Regions from separate parts of the Rattus norvegicus genome. Here region 1 is linked to region 2. Evidence: chromatin contacts called from public Hi-C data. All regions are on one chromosome and are shown on one strand. The core of a region is the stretch at or near the end of the contact, and the rest is flanking DNA. Distances in the headings are between cores, read along the strand shown. Region 1 holds the start of Ubxn2b (UBX domain protein 2B). Region 2 holds the start of Bpnt2 (3'(2'), 5'-bisphosphate nucleotidase 2).

Region 1 (3,347 bases), core at 660-3,159, 1.5 Mb before region 2:
GACACTTTAGGAGATAACTGTGTAGCCCTCTTCTGGTGGTTCCCAAAACACTCCTTCCTGATTTAGAAGCTAACAGACTATTCTGCATGGCAGCAGAGACATTCTGTTCAGCTGGCAATTCACTATCCAGTGTTTACCCCACACCTGATGGTGATCTCTGCATTCTCCAAGTTCATCTTCGGAACTGCCCTTTTTTGGCATTCAGTGACACTTCAACTTGACTCTGTGCTTAGTTCTCCAAAAAGTTATGAAGGCATCTAAAAGGTTATACGTGGTTAAACAGAGACTGTTTAGGTCAATTAAACCTAGATTACTTGTACAACAAAACGGAATTCCTGAATGGGGCAGCCCCCAGCGTCAGAACAGGTTGGGAAAGTTCAAACTGGCAATGAGATGGGACTTTGTGGAAACTAGCAAGCCACACATAGAAAATACTTAAGTTTGGTCAACCAGTCAGATGGGTACCTCCCTAATGTGCTGGCTAGTTTTACATCAACTTGACAAAGTTAGAAATATTGGGGGAGGAGGGGGGCTCAACTGGGGGAAAAAAGCTTTCTTAAAGCTGTAGGCAAGCCTTTAGAGCATTTTCTTAGAGATAGATGGTAGAGGGCCAAGCCCATTATGGGTGGTGCCACACTTGGGCTGTGAGTCCTGGCTTCTATAAGCAGGCTGAAGAAGCCACGGGGAGCAAACCAGTAAGTAGAACCCCTCCATGGCCTCTTCATCAGCTACTGTCTCCAGGTTCCTGCTCTGACTTCCTTTTCTGACGATGAACCATGATGTGGAAGCGTGAGTCTCCCTTCCTCAAGTTGCTTTGGTCATGGTGTTTCATCACAGTGATGTAACTCTAAGACAGCTAGCTAACTGGCTCCAGGGTCACCTGAAACCAACCAGTGCTCAATTAGTACCATTATAACTTTGCATTGGTTTGGTCTGTTTCAAATCTGTGACCTTTCCCAAAATGTAATTGCTTACAACAGTATCCATTAATACTTATGGATTTGATGTTTTATTTATATACTAATTCCCCTCAGTGCAAAGTTAAAATGGCAAGTGGTCAGTACATCTGGTTAAAGAATGAAGACCAGCTATTAAAAATGTTCTGTCAAGGTTTGTGAATTCAGGCTCATTTATTCTCAACTCTAACCCGTAATATACGTTTAATTGTTGGATTTTATCAATGATTTCATGAGGAGATGGAAAAAGCATCTGATAAGACAGCATCCGGTGGAGAAGTGTTCAGCTGACGAATGTCAGCATCATAACGTTGCTGAGTTTTATTTCTGTTAAGTTGTTTTGTGGGCTACCTCTTACAAGTGGGCTGTGACCAACGCCTGAACTGTTTTAAGCTCTCCCCTGCAAAAAACGCAAGCTTTTTCCTAAGAAAGGAAGAAAGCGCTTTTAATCTATAAGTCACCAAATGTGGAAAAAAAAAAAGGATCTAAGAGAACAAACCTGCATGCGTTATTTTAAAGTTACTTTTTTAAGTGATAGCTGATTGACCACTGGCCACAGAAACTCTCCAGATGCAGGCAGCAACAACTGGGAGCCACCCTGATGGCTCCGCAAAATGACATTTTCTGCTTTGTGCATCCTGCGTGAAGGGAAACCCTGTATGGCCGCCTGAGGCTAGGGCACTGGTTTCCACACGCACCACCCCGCAATGCGCCTCCGGGAGAGACCCTCCAGTTCTCCGCAGACAGGGTCAAGGAAAGGCTCAGGCGAGGTACAAAGTGGCTCTGGCCCGCGCCCACCATGCCCACACCCTCTCGCCCACCGCCGCGCTCTGTGCCTCCGCACCTGTAAGTCCCGCGCACTCGGGGGCCGCGGCCTCGAGGACCTCCGCTCCTGCTCCTCCGGCTCCGCGCCGCCACCCTCCGCCATCTTTCACCCGCTCGCGGCGCCCGCCCCGGACCCGCGACTTCCGGGGCTGGTTGCTTAGCGACTGTGGGAGGGGCAGTGCCACTTGGTGACTCCCACCTCCTTGGAGAGGGGGCGGAGCTGTGCCTTGTTCGCTAGATTTCTCCCGTCTCCTTCCCCCACCACCCCGTGGGCTCTAGCTGTAGGGTTCCGACTCACCCGTTTCCCCTTTTTAGAGATCTGTCTGCAGTCACCATGCAACTCGCTGGGAGATGCTGTAGGTTGCCGTAGAGTGCAGCATTGTCTTCCAAGTTTATTTAACTAAATAGTGCAATATCTTAACAGATGAACATTGCAACTTCACCGTTCATTTCCCCTTATCTCTCATTTTCCCTTATCCAGGATTGGATTGCAAATTAGTCCTTCTGAGTGGATCCATATTGAAGACAGGAAACACAGTAAAGCTTTTGGCAACAAGAAAGGAGACTCTTAAGCCATCTTCTTTTCCGCCAGGATTGATTTAACTCTCGTCTTATTCCAGACACACCTCCAAGAGTTGCCTCCCAAGAAAAAGGAAGTCTGGGTCTTTATGAAATTATAAGCTAAACAGGTAACAGAGAACAATTTGTAAATAAGGTTTGCAGAGAGTACTATGCGAGGCCTGTATGTGAATGGAGAATACTCTCTTGGTGGCTGTTGTGTGCACCATGCTAGGTGGGAGCCTACAGCCTGCTGCCTTGGCTGTTCTTTGAATCCCAGGCACTTCAAAAACAACAACTTTTACAAGCTAGAGAAGATGAATCTGAGAGGTCTGTTTACCACATCTTAGCTACTTTTCTTGATTGCCAACAGTATGATACACCCACATAGGCTTTCACGTTCCTATGAAGACACTAATCACATAATTTTTTTAAAAATAAAATTTGTGCCCTTTTCTCCTGTAAATCTGTTTTAGTTCAGTTTCTTTCTCAGGCCCAGCTTGAGACTCAGAGGGCAAAGGACGATGGTCCCTCTCCTCAGTTTAGAGTCTTCCACTTGAATTGCTGAATATGCAGTGTTGTACTTGAGTAAGTCAAATGATAATTAAACTAGAAACTAGCAGTACACGTTACCAAACCTTGCATTGCTGTCTTGATATTCTTAATATACATTCTGCCTTAAAAGTTCCCATCACTTTTTTGACAAGAAAATACCCCAGAGAGCCAATACCTTCAATGTTGGACCTTGAAGGAGAAGTATTTTCCACAGTTGTTGTGCCAGGAATGACCATGAGTAAGAGGTCACAAATATGTTCTAAGACAGATAATGGGGACTATCTTAGCCATGCCAGCAAAACACTACATGGGTGTTTAGAAATGATTATGTTTATAAGCAATGATGAGGCAGTCAGTAAGAGACCTAGACTAGAGATGTAGGCTTAAGTTAGATTCTAGAGTGTAAGCAGCCATGCTTACTTCCTGGGCCAAGGTCATCAGATGCGACCTTGA
Region 2 (3,260 bases), core at 725-3,224:
TATCAACCCATTCTGAAGTACCACTTCTAGCAACTGTTTTTAAACTCCTTTCTGTGTCTTGGTCTTTTTTTCCTTCCTTGGGTCACAAATACCTTCTCTGGGGCAGAGACGCTCAAGCACCTCTTGTGGCCTCTTCCAGTTACTCCCACCAATACAATAGACAGTGCCCCAGTGAATACACCCCTAAATTCGTTCTAAAATTCCTGCAAAGGATCGTTCAATTTATACTGATACACATCTGCAGACTTCTCGCTTTTGAGCTTTTCCTGCCCATCACGCCTCTCAGGGTTGTTTTTGGTTGATTGTTTGGTCTCAGCTTGAGGTAGTCTAGCCAGGTAGACCTGAGCTCGGGCTTCCTCTTCATGCTGGGGTGGGTAGCCCTCTATGACCTCACTTCCAGATCTGCTTGGAAAGTAAGGGGTTTGACTGTGATGTTAGACTATATGGCATCATGCTGGCTCCTCAGGCTCTGCTGCTGTCAAGGATTGAGAGACTTACTTTTTTCTGAGTCACCTGGGCGTTTGATGGCCTTTACGTTTAAGCTGGTTATCGTTAGCAGGCAGAGAAAACAGTGCAATCTAACTCTAGGTAAATGCTAGAGGTGCCCAGTCGGTACACAAACCTAAAGGTCAAGCCTCACTCGACAACAAGCAATGGACATCTACAACTTTGGATACTTGTAGTTCTTACGGTGATTAATATTAAAATATATCTTAAACCTATGTTTTTAAACAGAGTGGCAAAATAGGTTGTCTTTTATTGATTTAATGAAAAAACTTCAACATGTAGGGGTTGTATTTTTTTTTTCATGTATTTTTTTGTTTTTGAGCTCAATCTCAATCTTTAATCCAAGCTGGCCTAGAACTTTTATGTGGCTCGGGGTAGCCTAAAATTTGTATCAGTCCTTCTGCCTGTTTCCTGAATCTTCGGTTTATAGGCATAAGTTAGTATATCTGGCTAGTTAGTATAACATCATGCATGCTTCTTTTAAAAATGAAGAGAAACTTCTGAGTATTTAGGAGTTACTGAAATTTAGAATTTGTTATTAATGATCTGTAGTATTGTAGATGACAGCTATCTACTCTCCAATGCATCTGTAATATACCACATTTGGCGGACATTTATTGCCTCGCAATGATGTAATCTAGTCGTACTTTAAATCAAGTGATCCTGGTCCCCCAATTCTTCTGCCTTAACCTCTGCACTGAGTGTAGGGCCAAAGTCTCCATGAAAAGGAGAGAATCCTTGAAGTGTTTTTCCTAGTTAAACTCAGGGTTAGTTAACCCAGGTTCACAGCTTCACAGAGCATGTCAAGTTTAGACAAAGAATAATCTACCCATCAACACATAACCCTTGAGACTAGCGGTTCTCAGCCTTCTTAATCCTGCGTTCATCTAATACTGTTCCTCATGTAGTAACCATACATAAAATTATTTTTGTTGCTATTTCATAACCGTAATTTTGCTGCTATTATAAATATCAATGTAGACATCTACTATTTGTCTAACCCCAAAGAGGTCTCAACCCACAGGTTGAGAAATGCTGGCTTAGACCATCCATCACAAGGCCAGTGAAAGGAAGAACCACGTGACATTCCTTTGTTAATGTCAGCCCCTCCCAGCTTGTAGCCAAAGGAAAAGTGACTTAAAGCTTCAAGACCCAAGTACTCTGGGCCATGGGGGAGGCTCAAATTGGTTCGTTTTTAAATGCCTCGTCGTTCTCTTTTGAACGATCAGAGTGATAGAAAGGCACTGTCACTGTGGCTCTATTTCAAACACATATAGTGGCACAAGAGACCGACTTGCCGCAAAAAGCCACGTGGTCTTAAGCCACCTCCTAGAACCCAGGCCAGCAACAGCGCCCAGGCCCCGCCCCCAATTATGGGGCCGCCCCCGGGAGGGGCCTGTTTGGACAGTCTCCGCCTCCTCTCCCCTCCCTCGGTCTCTTAACCCGGATATACACTCTAGCTCCCCTTTCACCTCACAGCCAACCGTTGGCCTACGCGGAAGGCCGAGCCGCCAGCTGCTGGCTGCTGTAAAGCAGGGGTGTGGGGTACGGGGCCCGCGGGGCGGCGGCAGCGGCGGCGCGGCTTTCCCGGGGCGGTGATGGCGCGGGAAGGCGCCGGGAATCGGGCGCCGTTGTAGCGGATTCTGGGGCCGGCCTAAGGCGGCCTTAGCGCCAGTCGCGCGCCATGGCCCCCATGGGCATCCGCCTGTCCCCGCTGGGGGTGGCCGTATTTTTCCTGCTGGGGCTCGGGGTGCTCTACCATCTCTACTCGGGCTTCCTGGCCGGCCGCTTCAGCCTCTTCGGCCTGGGCGGCGAGCCGGCGGGAGGGGCGGCCGAGGTGGCGGTCGACGGGGGCACGGTGGACCTGCGGGAGATGCTGGCGGTGGCAGTGCTGGCGGCGGAGCGCGGCGGCGACGAGGTGAGACGAGTCCGCGAGAGCAATGTCCTCCACGAGAAGTCCAAGGGGAAGACGCGCGAGGGCGCCGAGGATAAGATGACCAGCGGCGACGTGCTGTCCAACCGCAAGATGTTTTACCTGCTCAAGACGGCCTTCCCCAACGTGCAGGTAGGTGCTGGGTCGCGAGCGCGGTCGGACCTGCTGAGCCGGGTTCCGAGACACCGACGTAATGTGTGCAAGGTCATGCACACGCGGACTGGGGGAGCTTGTGGCTTTTCCACTCGGGGCCACGCTCCTCCTCCTCTCCCTGTTTGTGGGCGGGCGGGTGTGGAAGGGCTTTGGTGCCGGGATGCTGGCGGACCACACATCTCTAACCGGCTGCTTTCTAAATGAAGGGATTGAACCCCTTGGACCTTTGTGTTCTCCTAGGACTTGCCTTGATGTGGTCGTGGCTGTTGAGTCCAGGTTATCTGTCTGGCATTCGATCTGGCCACTTAGAAGGGCAGGGCCTGTAGAAATCTTTAGTGTGCCAGACCAACGGGAGGAAGGGGATGTGATCATGAATTGCTGAAGCTGTAGTTGGAGCAAGACTCTGTTTATAAATGCTGTGCAGTTTGGGCTACCTTTCAAGGAAAGATTTGGAGTTAATGCTTTCTCACAATTTCACTTCGGTGCGCCCTCGCACTCAAAATTAGTAACATCTACCTTTTTCTGTGGTACGTTTCTTGGATAGGAGTTGTCATTGTCTTAATCTAAGCTTTTTCCCCCCTCTCGGAATCCTTTCACTACGGCTGCTTTTTCTTTTTCGTGTGTTTGCGCTCGCGCGTGTTCTCTTACAACCTTGCTTTCTTGTGGG

What was found. Hi-C and Micro-C count contacts between places; a contact is called where the count stands out from the background.
Region 1: a Hi-C map of liver shows a contact between it and region 2, with 3 times the contacts expected there. The contact joins the promoter of Ubxn2b here to the promoter of Bpnt2 in region 2. A contact is called at or near these places in 1 of 12 Hi-C or Micro-C datasets (liver) and 1 of 1 datasets of contacts at active chromatin or transcription factors (oligodendrocytes).

Annotation. Positions count from the first base shown.
Region 1 is chr5:24,099,778-24,103,124 of GRCr8, reverse strand. It overlaps Ubxn2b (UBX domain protein 2B), which reads right to left and starts at 1,909. Exons shown (of 8, transcript NM_001107905.1): 1 at 1,801-1,909. The coding sequence starts at 1,884. LOC134478926 (a long non-coding RNA gene) reads left to right here and starts at 1,935. Exons shown (of 3, transcript XR_010051695.1): 1 at 1,935-2,137; 2 at 2,263-2,470. It overlaps LOC134478927 (a long non-coding RNA gene), which reads right to left and starts at 3,196. Exons shown (of 2, transcript XR_010051696.1): 1 at 3,070-3,196; 2 at 2,109-2,462.
Region 2 is chr5:22,598,840-22,602,099 of GRCr8, reverse strand. Bpnt2 (3'(2'), 5'-bisphosphate nucleotidase 2) reads left to right here and starts at 1,974. Exons shown (of 5, transcript NM_001008772.3): 1 at 1,974-2,572. The coding sequence starts at 2,192.